2 separate regions of the Sus scrofa genome follow, and region 2 is linked to region 1. A link is a contact called in public Hi-C data. All regions are on one chromosome and are shown on one strand. Each heading gives the region's core, a stretch centred on a gene start, on an enhancer-like site or on the middle of the called end of the contact. The rest is flanking DNA. Distances are from core to core; before and after follow the strand shown.

Region 1 (6,205 bases), core at 2,488-4,987:
ATGCCTATCTTTTTTTTCTTTTTTTTTAGCACCACACCTATAGCATATGGAAGTTCCCAGACTAGGAGTCACATATGAGCCACAGCTGCCAGCCTACACCACAGCCACAGCAATGTGAGATCTGAGCCGTTTCTGCGATCTACACCATAGCTCACGGCACCACCCGATCCTTAACCCACTGAGCGAGGCCAGGGATTGAAGCCACATACTTATGGACACTAGTCAGGTTCATTAATTGCTGAGCCACAAAGGGAACTCCTTTTTATGCTCATCTTTTAGAGATTTCTTCAAGTGGCTCTTAAAACCTTGAGTTCATTCAGAAGCTGCAAACCTACCTGCTTTATAATAGAAGATTTATATGAAAAGGTCAGTACTTTATATGAAATATAGCATGCTGTTTCCTTTCTCTCCATCAGTTTCTCTCCCAACATCCCTCCTCATAAGAATTGTTATGAGTTAAGAGATTTGGGACTTAGGACAAGATCCAGAGAGTTCAGGTTGGTTTTAATGAATATAAGTGGCAATAATTAAAGTCTGAAACTCATTTCTCAATGATTTTTGGAAGTCCAGGGTCCTTACAGCATCAGATCTTCAACTTCTTTGGTAATTCTAAAACTGCACCCAGAGTTCCCATCATGGCACATTGGAAACAAATCCGACTAGGAACCATGAGGTTGCGGGTTCGATCCCTGGCCTCGCTCAGTGGGTTAAGGATCCAGTGTTGCTGTGGCTGTGGTGTAGGCCGGCAGCTGCTGCTCTGATTTGACGCCTAGCCTGGGAACCTCCATGTGCTGCAGGTGTGGCACTAAAAAGACAAAAAAAAAAATTAAATTAAATAAAAAAAATATAAAACCACACCCCAAACCAGAAGCTTTAGTGTGACCCTATGTGATTCTGCAATTGGGACACTCATGAAACATCAACAACAAATTGTCATGACAGGTACAACGCCCCAGGACACGGCAGTTTGTTCCATGAGGCTTGACTGGCTAAGGACACTGATGGCGATGCTGATTGTCTCATCGGCTGTAAGGGCTGAGGTAAAGATTGCCCTTTCTACACAGGCCTTCAAAGAGCACAATGAATTTCCACCCTAACAGCCCCTACTCAGAATATGAGACTGGCTTCAGTCTTTGTACTCATTGTCTGCAAAACTTTTCTCTGAAATCCCCCAGTTCTGAGAGATGTGGCAGGTGATGAAAAAGAGATAGTAGTCTCTGCCCAGGACAGCTGAAGTCCTCCATTTACCTGGCTGCCTAGTAGGTTTGAAACAAAGAGAGCAGACCCGTGGGCACTAAAGGCATCATGCCACACAAATACCAAGCGCCTAAGCGGGCCCACTGTTCTCCACTGCGCAGGTTCAGGAACCAAGAAGAGGCTGGAAGACTTCTACCCTGAACATCCCCCTGGAGACTGTCTTTCTTCCCTGTTTGGTGCTCCTTTAGGGCTTCAAGACTGGAATTCTTCACCCGGAGATGATGAGCAGACAACCTTTCTCTTGTTTTAACAGTGTTCTGTACTATTCTTCACTGTTTTCACATCTTCTTTAAAGCTAGTTCACCTCACCTCTCATCCTGAGCCAAATGGGATCCAGTCATCTCTTCATTCACCAAAATTTAACCAGCACTTCCTACGTAGCAGGCACTATGTTGGACACTAAGAGTATGGGAGAGAATTAGACAAAGTTCTTCCCTTCATGGAACTTCATTCTGTGGTGACAAACCATAAATCAACTTATAATTTCAGGTAGAGACACATGTATTAATAATAGGCATCTCAAATTAAGATAAGGGCTAATTGGAGTAACTCAATAAAAATCTTGGAGGAGAACTCCAAGTAGAAGGATCTCTTTGAGAAAGTATCATTTCAATAAAAACAACTGGTGGTGGCAATAATAATAATGAGGATAATAAGAATAAGAATAAAGTGAAGAAAAAAGAGATGGAAAAATCTGGACAAAGAGCTTTCTAAGGAGATGGAATGACCAGCAGATGCTCTAAAGTGGGAACAAGCTTGGCTACTCAGATTCTGGCAAATTCCTTAACTTCACTGCTGCTTTGTCTTTTATTTGTTTGTTCATATCCCTGTGTCACTTTTCAATTAAGTCTGCTAGTGAAAAGGAGCCAGCTTTGTATAACTCTTTGTAAATCTTCTCAGAGTAACAAGCCAAGGGCCTGAGAAAGTAAGTATTTATTAAATGTTTTGATGATGGCAAAAGTTGTGGATTCCTCTTACCCCATGCAATCTGGGGGAGTAACATAAAAAAACAGGGACAGTTAGAAACGCGCCCTAAATAAGATCTGTACCCTGATGAAACAAATACCCAGAATGACAACACAATTTAGCTCGACACAAATTGGGAAGGGGTAAGGTCTGGGGTGCGTGGTGCACTTGAAGCAACCGAAAAAGGGACTTTCACAGCTCTGGAAATAAAAGCAGCAAAAACTAATAACTTCAAGATGACAGTTAACCAGAAGTGGTTACATAAGAAACACTCAAGAGAATTTTAATGTGCTGCACCAAATAGAATTATAAGGCAATAAAATTTCAAGGTGCATTCTACTTAAACCTTAAAGATTTTTGTGGTGGTTTTGAAAAGAGAACACAAGTGTCCAGGAGCTCAGGGGGAATTTTCACCTCCCTCAGCAGAAATTGCAAAATGTCCACCTTGATCCTTTTCCTGCAAAACAAGCAAATGGCCAGTGCCTATACAGACAGGGCCACCCATTGGGCCATCCACCTCCGAAAGCTCCCACGAAGGCATATTTCAAGGGCTATTACCCTCATTCCAATTCTCCATCAGTCCACAGGGCTCTTTATGGCACCCCATGCAGAGCTAAGCCTCGTGAGTAATTAACCCCAGGGTAGTTGAGAAAATTCATTTTCAGCAACTAAGATCTACTCGTAAGTGGAATCCAGCCTTCTAAAGGTCAATGGAGCAGGACTTTCCCTTCTTTTGGGTCTCAGAGTTTAGCACAAGTATCAACACTTAAAAAGCATTCAGCAAATATTTAATGAATGAACCATGTTTCAAAGACTCTGCTGCTATGGGTGCTCTCTGTGCATGCAGTGTTTAATGGTATTTAAAGTTAGCTATTAACAAGTTATAAAGTGTTCTGGACTCCAACTCTAAAGTAGGTAGCTTTTTCAGCCTTATTTTGTAATCCTATAGGGGCTGGGGAATTGCCTGATAAAATATAGGACTCTCAGTAAAATTTGAACTTCAGATAAATATAGATTTAGTATAAGTGTGTCCAAAATATTGCATGGGACATACTTATACATTTAAAAAAAAATTATGGTTTCTCTGAATTTCAAATTTAACTGGGCATTGTGCATTTTTATTTCCTAAATCTGGCAACTCTCATTCAGCCTTTAGGCCTTGAATGTGATTAAATTTGTTTCTCTTCTCTAATAATTGGACTCTAACATGCAGCTATTTTAACACCTTTTATTATTCCCTGTTAACATAAAGAACATATGAACCATGACCTTCTTTACCTCATTTGAAGAGATCTACAGGAAGATACTCCAGCCCTTATGCAATTCCAAATCAATGCACAGCATGGCGTTATCCATTGTGCCTAGTGCAGCTCATTATGTCGGAATTTGCTAAGAGAAGAAAAAAAAAGAATAGGGTTTCAGCTGTTTTCTAATGACATGGCCAGATGATGCCACAAAATCTTGGCATTACTGATAAGTACACACTGTGCTGGAAAATCAATAGTTTCTGAAGGGGATTCTGAAGGGAACTTTCCATTATGGAGGTTAGAAAGAACTTAGCCCCACACTCATAAAATTCCTGCTGTCAGGGTGCTCCATGTCCCTCAGCAAGAAAGCACATGATTTGTCCTAACTTCATAAACTACAAAGCTGGAATCACTGCTTTTAACAATTACCAAGGGCATCAGTTTTTGAAAACATAATTTTTAAATGATTTTTAATGCCAGGGATTGAACTGAGAAAGTAAATTTAAGAACAGGTGTCACTTCAGTTTAAGAAAACCTGATATACTGAAAAAGTTTAGGAAAGCGGATACATTGTGAAAGTGGTTGTTTATATTAAATTATAATTCATGCCAACATTCCATGAAATATTAACCTCCCCAGCATTTAGAAAAAAAGGTAGTAGTTTCCATTGTGGCCTAGTGGATTAAGAATCTGACTGCAGTGGCTTGGGTTGCTGTGGAGGCACAGATTTGATCTCCAGCTCTGCTCAGTGGGTTCAAGAATCTGGTGTTGCTGCAGCTCTGGAGTAGGTTTCAGCTGCAGTTGGGATTCAGTCCCTGGCCTAGGAACTTCCACTTCCATATGCTACAAGTGGGACTCTGTGTGTGTGTGTGTGTGTGTGTGTGTGTGTGTGTGTGTCTGTGTGTGTGTGTGTACGTACATACGTACGTAAGTATGTATGTAATTTACTCCCTTGCAAAGAGTTCCTAAACAACTTGCCAGGGTTTTCTGTATACTTGGGCAATGAAAATGGAATTTTAGTCCCTTGTTCATTTTAGAACTCCGTGTTTATGAATATCTACACAATGGTTTGTAATTACATTCAGTATCCCCTTCCTTAAAACACTAATATGAATTCCTCCTGTCTTTCCATAAAAAAAAAACTACACTTGCCTATAACTCAGCTCTCTTGAACCCTCTTCCTCTTCCCCCAAACTTGTAGATGAGTCTTGCCTAAAGCTTTGTAGTAAAACACATCATTTTATTTTCACTCTTTCCCATGCTCTCCTAACATTAAAAAACAAACAACAACAACAAATAACTTCACTCCTATTATTTTTACAATTGAAGTCACTTCCCTAGAAATAGCAGAGCAGGATCACTCAGTCTTCACTTTTTAATAAATATTTTATTTGAGAATAGTTTTAGATTTACATAAAAATTGTGAAGCTAGAACACCCCCCCACACACACCCACCTTCCCCATGGTTAATGGCCTACCTTGGCATGGTACATTTGCCATAACTAATGAACTGATAGTGAAACATTATTATTTCCATAATACAGTACTTTATTCAGATTCCCTTAGGCTCTACCCAATGTCCTTTTCTGTCCCAGATCCATCCAAGCCATAACATTTAGTTGTCCTGTCTCCTTAGGCTCCTCTTGGCTGTGGCAGTTTTCAGATTTTCCTTGTTTTGATGACTTCAGGAATACTAATTAGTCTGTTATTTTATAGAACGCCACTCAAATTAGATTTGTCGGATGCTTTCCTCTTAATGACTTAGTATGGGAGGGAGATAGCAGAGGTGAAGTGGCATTTTTCACCAGGCCCTAACAAAGGCATCTGTTATCATCATGATTTGTGGCAGAGCCATGATCATCTGGCTTAGACGGCCTGTCAGGTCTCAACCCTAGTTACTCTTTCTTTCACCCTCTTCCATTAGATAGACTTTGGATGGAAGTCACTACGCCCAGCCCATGCTTAAGTGGTAGGAATTCATCTCCATCTCCTAGAGCATAAGGATCTACATGGATTATTGGGAATTCTGCACAGGAAATTTGTCTCTTTGCCTCATTTATCTATTTATTAAATAATCTATTTCTATCTACGTGGACCTATGGATATTTTATACTTTGTGTTATAATTCAATACTACCTACTTATTTCGTTGCTCAAATTGTTCCCACTTTGGCCCTTGGAATTCTTTTCAGATGGCCCCTATCCTCTCGACATGACTCTTATCATTGTGAGTTTTCTTTCTTTCTCTTTCCTTCTTTCTTTCCCTTTCTCTCTTTCCCACCTTCCCTTTCTTTCTAGCATATCCTTGTTTCCTGGAACTATAAGATGTTTCAAGTTCCTCTGGTACAGTCCTTGCCCTGGCCCTTGATCCAGCCATTTGTCAAAGGAGACGTGCTTCCTTTATTTAGAAAACAGCATTAGAAACCAAGACCTAGGTTTTGCTGGGTGAAAGCCACTGGCATTTTAATCACCAGAGTTCCCTTGTGGCTCAGTGGGTTAAGGATCTGGTGTTGTCACTGCTGTAGCTCAGGTCCCTGCTGTGGTTCAATCCCTGGTCCAAGAACTTTTTTTGGATGCAGCCAAAAAAATTAATCAAATTTAAAAAATCCTTTCTCTTGGAGTTCCCGTTGTGGCGCAGTGGTTAACGAATCCAACTAGGAGCCATGAGGTTTTGGGTTCAATCCCTGGCTTTGCTCAGTGGGTCAAGGATCCGGCGTTGTTGTGAGCTGTGGTGTG
Region 2 (6,205 bases), core at 1,682-4,181, 360 kb before region 1:
TATTGTGTGGCATTCTTAGGGGCAAACCCATAATTGCAATCATTTTGGCTTGTCATAAATGTATAGCTATTGCCAAATGATATCAATTTAGGAAATGCATTACAAAGTTTTAAAAAGAGAGCCATGCAATTATGTGTTCATAGTTACATCTCTCAATGGTATTAGGTTTGCTAGGAATTTCCAGGCTGTAAGCAGTAGCAGTTTTCTGCAATTTTGGAAAGCCATCATTTGGTTGTCTCACGGAGAGCTTGTTCCCAATAAAATAAGATGAAAGAAACAGTATTAAGTAACTTCATCTATTTTGATTGATGAAAATACATGCACTGGATCTGATCTCTTTGCTACTGTGAAGGAGGAATGCCACAGTCTGAGTTTAATTTCACTTGATCAATAACAGTGAACCAGGCATCACTCCATAAAGAGAAGACATAAAATCACTTTTACATGTCAGTTCTATTTTATTCAACATATTCCCTAAACCAAACTCCAGTTTCAGTCTGTTATTTATCCTCTAGAAATCATTAGCTTCCAGTGGAAACTGTTATTGATTTTTTAATACATTACTATAATTCTTCTTATTCACAATTTGTATTGAATAATATATTTTCAAATAAATCTAATTTCATACAGAAACCTAAAACTAAGAATGCTATATTAAGTGGTAAGTGTACCATAACTGCTTTTACATTAATTCATCTCTAATTAAGACACTGAAGCATATGGGCTACTATACTGCATTGGTCTTATATTTGGTTTCAATTTTAACATTACATTCTCCAGACTTTTTAAAATGTGTTCAAAATAATGGCATAAGTCCTTTTTTGAGCTTCTCTTTTATGACAAACAGAGGAACAACCCAAAAGTCTTTAGACTTCTTTTATTGAGTTGTGTAATGGTCAAGGTTGCAACTATGAAAGTTTGTATAATTTATGATATCCATATAAATCAATTTTCTAAATAAAATATTGGAATGTATAAATTTGTAAAATTTTAAACACTTGAATACTGAAAAGAATGCCTGGTGTTTGTGGACCACCCTTTAAGGAAAACAGTTTGTTCCCAACAGCTGGTTATAAAGAACACGTCACACCTCAATCATTTTGGCAAGAAGAAATCTCCTCATATTTTGATTACATTTAATAGAATTTATTCATGCAATGCCCTCAAAGAAGGCAAGTATTGCCAGAATATCATCCTGGCTTCTCCAGGGGAATACATTTCAAGAAATGTAATCAAGGTGTCATAAAAAATTTATATTCTTCATTTTTCTTTTCAACATTCACTTCCTTTTTTAAAATCATGATTTCCTAATGGCCAAAGGTCATGCTAATCCTTAGAAATGCAAAAGAAAAACAAATATATCTGAATCCAACTTTAGCACTTTATTTTTTTCTTATCTACCTTCTTTCTCTCTTTTCACTTATCACCAGTGATTGGCTTTTTTTTCCCCCTTTCTTTGATATTATGGGATATTCATAGGTTAAGGTTGATGAGTAAACTTTGGTTTTAAGGCGGACATTTCAACAAAGAGGGTAGAATCCCCCACAACACTGAAGTTCCAGTGGATAGGGAACTATTAGCAAAGCTTCTAATAGTTCCTTTCATGTGAAGGGAATTCCAGTAGCAGAGGAGGAGGAAGTTGAAGCCAAGCTGTACCTTTAAAGGAAGAAACAGCAGGTGGAGACTTTCTGTGCTTTTTCCTAGAAGCCTAGCTGCCCATAGCGAGCTGGACTCTTCTGAGTTGTGTGTCTCCCATCTATACACAAGGTGAGGCTTCTCTTGGTCAGCACTGCCTAATCTAGCAACTAGTTGTTAGGGGCATTCTTGATGATAAGAACTTACTGCCATCATGAGCTAAGTCACATTCTCCCATGTCACCTTTATCAGTATAAAATTAACATCTGGCCTCATTTATCAATTGGTGGAAAATTTGAGTGGGCAAAAACAGTAGAGTTTATTGAACTTCCTTCCTCAAATTCAATATTTTTCTCCCTCATGTCTTTCTCCCTGAACTTCAACCCTACCCCACCCCAACCCTTTTCAGGAGTTTAGAACCAGGAGCCCACAAAATAGCTTCATCTGCATTTGGGAATAGCCAATTAAAGGTGTACTATTTCAAAGTGAGCTTTTGTTACCTTTCAGTACCAAATTTTCACCCACCATCTCCTTCCCTCCAAAACTCATAAATATCCCAGTTACTCTTTTTAGGCATCAAATCAGTGGAACTCTAGCCAGCCTGGCATCTTATGAAAGAAAAATATGGTACAAAAGATTACTATTGATTGACACCCTTACTAAATATTTGCTTTGCAGCACTGACCCAGCCAGCATACATTTATGTGACCTTCAGAGCTCTGGAGTTCTACCTGTTGTCATTGGCTGCTGAAATAGCAAGACCCACATACAGGCAAGTTAATCTTTATTTCGTGTGTGTGCTGTTTCTTTTCTCTTTCCTGTTCTGTTCAAACAACACCCTACAACAGAGGTAGGACCCGGAATCTATTAACACAAATATGAGACCCAGGAGAGCACAACTAAAATTGGGAGTGTGGGGCAAAACCATCCATTATGGGCTTTACAGACACAAACCTATGGAAACTGGAAGAAACTGGAGAGGCTGATTACAGGTAATAGGACTGCTCATTTGTAAGCAAAGAGCTTTCTCTCCTCACTGCCATTCATGACTCTTTGATCAAGAAGGTGGAATTCCCGTGTAGGTGACAAGAGAAGTAAGAGAAAATTCCATCCCTCTGGTTTAGGGAGATGACGGGAGAAGAAGCTAAAAGGGAAAAGTGAGTCAGAGATGAGACATTTCTTTTTGGGTCACCATCCCTCCGATGTAGGTCAGATTGAGTGAGGTCCATTAGCTATGCTGAGAAAAACAGAGCAGGGGTGAGGGAAAGTGAGAAGGATGGGGGACTTTGGTCAGCTGTGAATGTGGGACAGGGGGAGGAGACGGCCTTCTGAGTTATCTCTGCGGCAACTGGAGGCCAGACAGGAGGAAGAATACGAAAGCAAACTCAGAGACACAGCTAGACAGATAGCTGTGAGATATGAATTCACTTCCTAGGCTTTCTTCCATTCCTTTGCTGCATGCATGGGACACTGACATTCTGTTTCCCACAAAGATGAATGCACCACAAGTTCCATTTTTGTGTTGATTTTTGTTATTTATCTATTATGTGGATGTTTGATTTCTATCGACCTGCTAGCTCAGAGTCCTAGAATTCCAACCAAAGGGGGCAAACCTGGGCTTGGAGATGGTTGACAACACCTCCCTTCTCATCTCCTTGCCCCCTCTACCAAGAGGTTGCTTATCTCCATCTCAGCAGTACTGAAGAGGAAGGAATGTCCAACCGAGAGTTCTCCTTAGTCACTCTCTGGTGACTTCGGCACTCAAGGCCCAACTCTTTCTGAGCTGGGATCCCTCTGTGATCTCTAAAGGACACAAGCCCACATGTACCTTGAGATAGTTAGTCAGAGGCATGGGGAAATGTTGGTGTGCAGAGCCATTAGCCTCTTGAATTCACTAAGATGTACACGAGAGCCTAGAGTCCATCAGCTACCCATCAAACCTGATGACTCAGTGAAAATGGCAGGTGTCACATGACTATACACTTGGATGTCAGGAACCTAGCAGAACCACTTGCCAGCAACTGGGAAGGGGGTACAAACTGAAGGTTACTGAGAAGAGAATGAGAGTTCCTCCAACTTCCTATAGGCAAAGGACTTGCTCCCAAGGGCTCAAAAATGTGGCATCTCCCTTTGTCATGTTATTTTTTGACAAGCATCTTAAACATGCATAGATAAATGCCACACTCCTCATAGCACTTGGTTATCAAATACTGTGAAAATTCATTGTGAAATATCACTATCAGCTCTTTAATAAATCCTTCTCTGTTTTAAGTGAAATTGATGGAGATTTTTTTAAAAAATCAAGGAGTTTCAAAATTTTAAGTATTGTTAAAGAGGATTTGGATGATTGAAAACTCTAGTTTCTATGTGATGCACGTTTTGCTGGGAGCAGGTGGAAGTTCTAATATCTTGACTATTCCAACAGCTTCCGGGCTGGTTTCCACACTTGGCCTCCTCCTGACTGTTCTCCTGACTGTTTTCAACATAGTAGCTGGAGTGTAGTTTTTTAAAAATGTAAGTCAGATGAAGTTACTTTCCTACTCAACTTACCATGGTTTCCCAACACACAATCTTAAATTCCACCATAGCCTATAGACTTCAACAAACACATGTAGCTCCCTTGCGAATTCATCTTCTGCAGCATTTCTTCTCACTCTGTTCCCATCACATTTGCTGTGCCAGGAGCACACCAAGCAGATGCCAGTCTCAGGGCATTTGCACCTGCCATTCCCTCTGCCTTGTATTCTCTTCCCCCAGATAAGGACATGCTTACCCCCGCATTTTTTTAGGGTGTTTGCCCAAAGTCAAATTTTTTCCCCTAAGGAGTATTTTTTATTATGACTTAACACACACACACACACACACACACGCACACAAACATGACATCTACCTTATTAACAAAATTTTAAGTGTACAATATTTTTAACTCTATGCCTTTTGTGCAACAGATCTCTAGGACTTTTGCATCTTGCATGCCTGAAAGTCTAGACCCACTGCATAGCAAGTCTAGGGAGCATGTTATTATTTTTATTTTTTTGTATTATACTGGAGTATAGTTGCTTGACAACCTGAATAGCCATCCCTTATTTTATTCTTTAAATTTTATTGGAGTACAGTTGATTTTCAATGTTGAGTTAGTTTCAAGTGTACAGCAAAGTGGATCGGTTATACATATGCATATATTCATTCTTTTTCAGATTATTTTCCCATATAGGGTTCCCTGTGCTATATAGCAGTTCCTTATTATCTATTTTATCTATAGTAATGACTTCTTAAAGAGGAGACTTACCAATGGCCTTATGAGAACACACAACCATCATTCTATCTTCTAGTTTGCTTTATTTCTTTCAAATGACTACTACTGTCTGATATTATATTACGTATTTGTTTAGTTGCTGTCTCCTTCAAATAGAATAAATGTTCTATAAGATCTTAGAAATGTATTTGGTTTCCAGTGTATAGAATAATGCAATATTACCCACTCGATAAATTTTTTTATTTTTTTCCATTATAGCTGGTTTACAGTGTTCTGTCAATTTTCTACTGTACAGCATGGTGACCCAGTTACACATACATGCAAACATTCTTTTTTCTCACATTATCATGCTCCATCATAAGTCACTAGACAGTTCACAGTGCTACACAGCAGGATCTCATTGCTAATCCATTCCAAAAGCAATGGTCTGCATCTACTAACTCCAAGGTCCCAAAACATTCCACTCCATCCCCTTCCCCCTTGGCAACTACAAGTCTATCCTCCAAGTCCATGAGTTTCTTTTCTGTGGAATGGTTCATTTGTGCCATATATTAGATTCCAGATATAAGTGATATCATATGGTATTTGTCTTTCTCTTTCTGACTTACTTCACTCAGTATGAGAGTCTCTAGTTCCATCCATGTTGTTGCAAATGGCATTGTTTTGTTCTTTTTTATGGCCAGTAGTATTCCATTGTGTATATATACCACATCTTCCTGATCCAATCATTGAATAAATGAATTTTACAATAGACATTGTTATAAATGAATTAATATATTTATGTAATGTGATCTTATTTATTACTTGGTTTGCAAATTTTCAGACAGGTGAGTAATTGGTAGTTGAAAAAGCATAACATCTGCTCCTCATCAAATTAATTTTGTGTGGGAGTTCCCTGGTGGCTCAGTGGGTTAATGACCCAGTGTTGTAACTTCTGTGGCTTAGGTTACTGCTGTGGTGTGGATTTGAGCCCTGCCCTGGGAACTTTCACATGCTGTGAACCACAGCCAAAAAAAAAGGTTTTTAATTAATTTTGTGTGTCACATGCGGCAATCCCCATTTGCCAACTGTTTTCCAGGATTCAAACCAGGTTGGTCTTTGTGATGAAATAAATTAAAAAAACTGAAAAAGTGTCACATACATTGTCTGTGGAGAGAGAATCTAATTCATTAACTGGAGCCTGCATTTAATACTTACTGATAGAATCCAAACTAGAGAGTACTTGAAAAAGATCATTCCTCTTGGACTTTAAAATAAATAATTCAATATCTTTTGGTGGAAGATTTTCTTCTTATTTACATTTTTCCTCAGTCA

Evidence for each region. Hi-C and Micro-C count contacts between places; a contact is called where the count stands out from the background.
Region 2: a contact with region 1 is called in a Hi-C map of liver, with 2.5 times the contacts expected there. The contact joins two enhancer-like sites. A contact is called at or near these places in 2 of 47 Hi-C or Micro-C datasets (both in liver).

The regions. Positions count from the first base shown.
Region 1 is chr1:84,553,618-84,559,822 of Sscrofa11.1, reverse strand. No RefSeq gene overlaps it. Among named protein-coding and RNA genes, the nearest start is that of FAM46A, 12 kb to the right of the region's middle. Within about 2 kb of position 3,737, at least 4 of the 83 cell types and tissues checked have an H3K27ac peak or open chromatin away from gene starts, as enhancers often do. A contact at or near this core is called in liver, where this site is marked.
Region 2 is chr1:84,910,142-84,916,346 of Sscrofa11.1, reverse strand. No RefSeq gene overlaps it. Among named protein-coding and RNA genes, the nearest start is that of FAM46A, 370 kb to the right of the region's middle. Within about 2 kb of position 2,931, at least 3 of the 83 cell types and tissues checked have an H3K27ac peak or open chromatin away from gene starts, as enhancers often do. A contact at or near this core is called in liver, where this site is marked.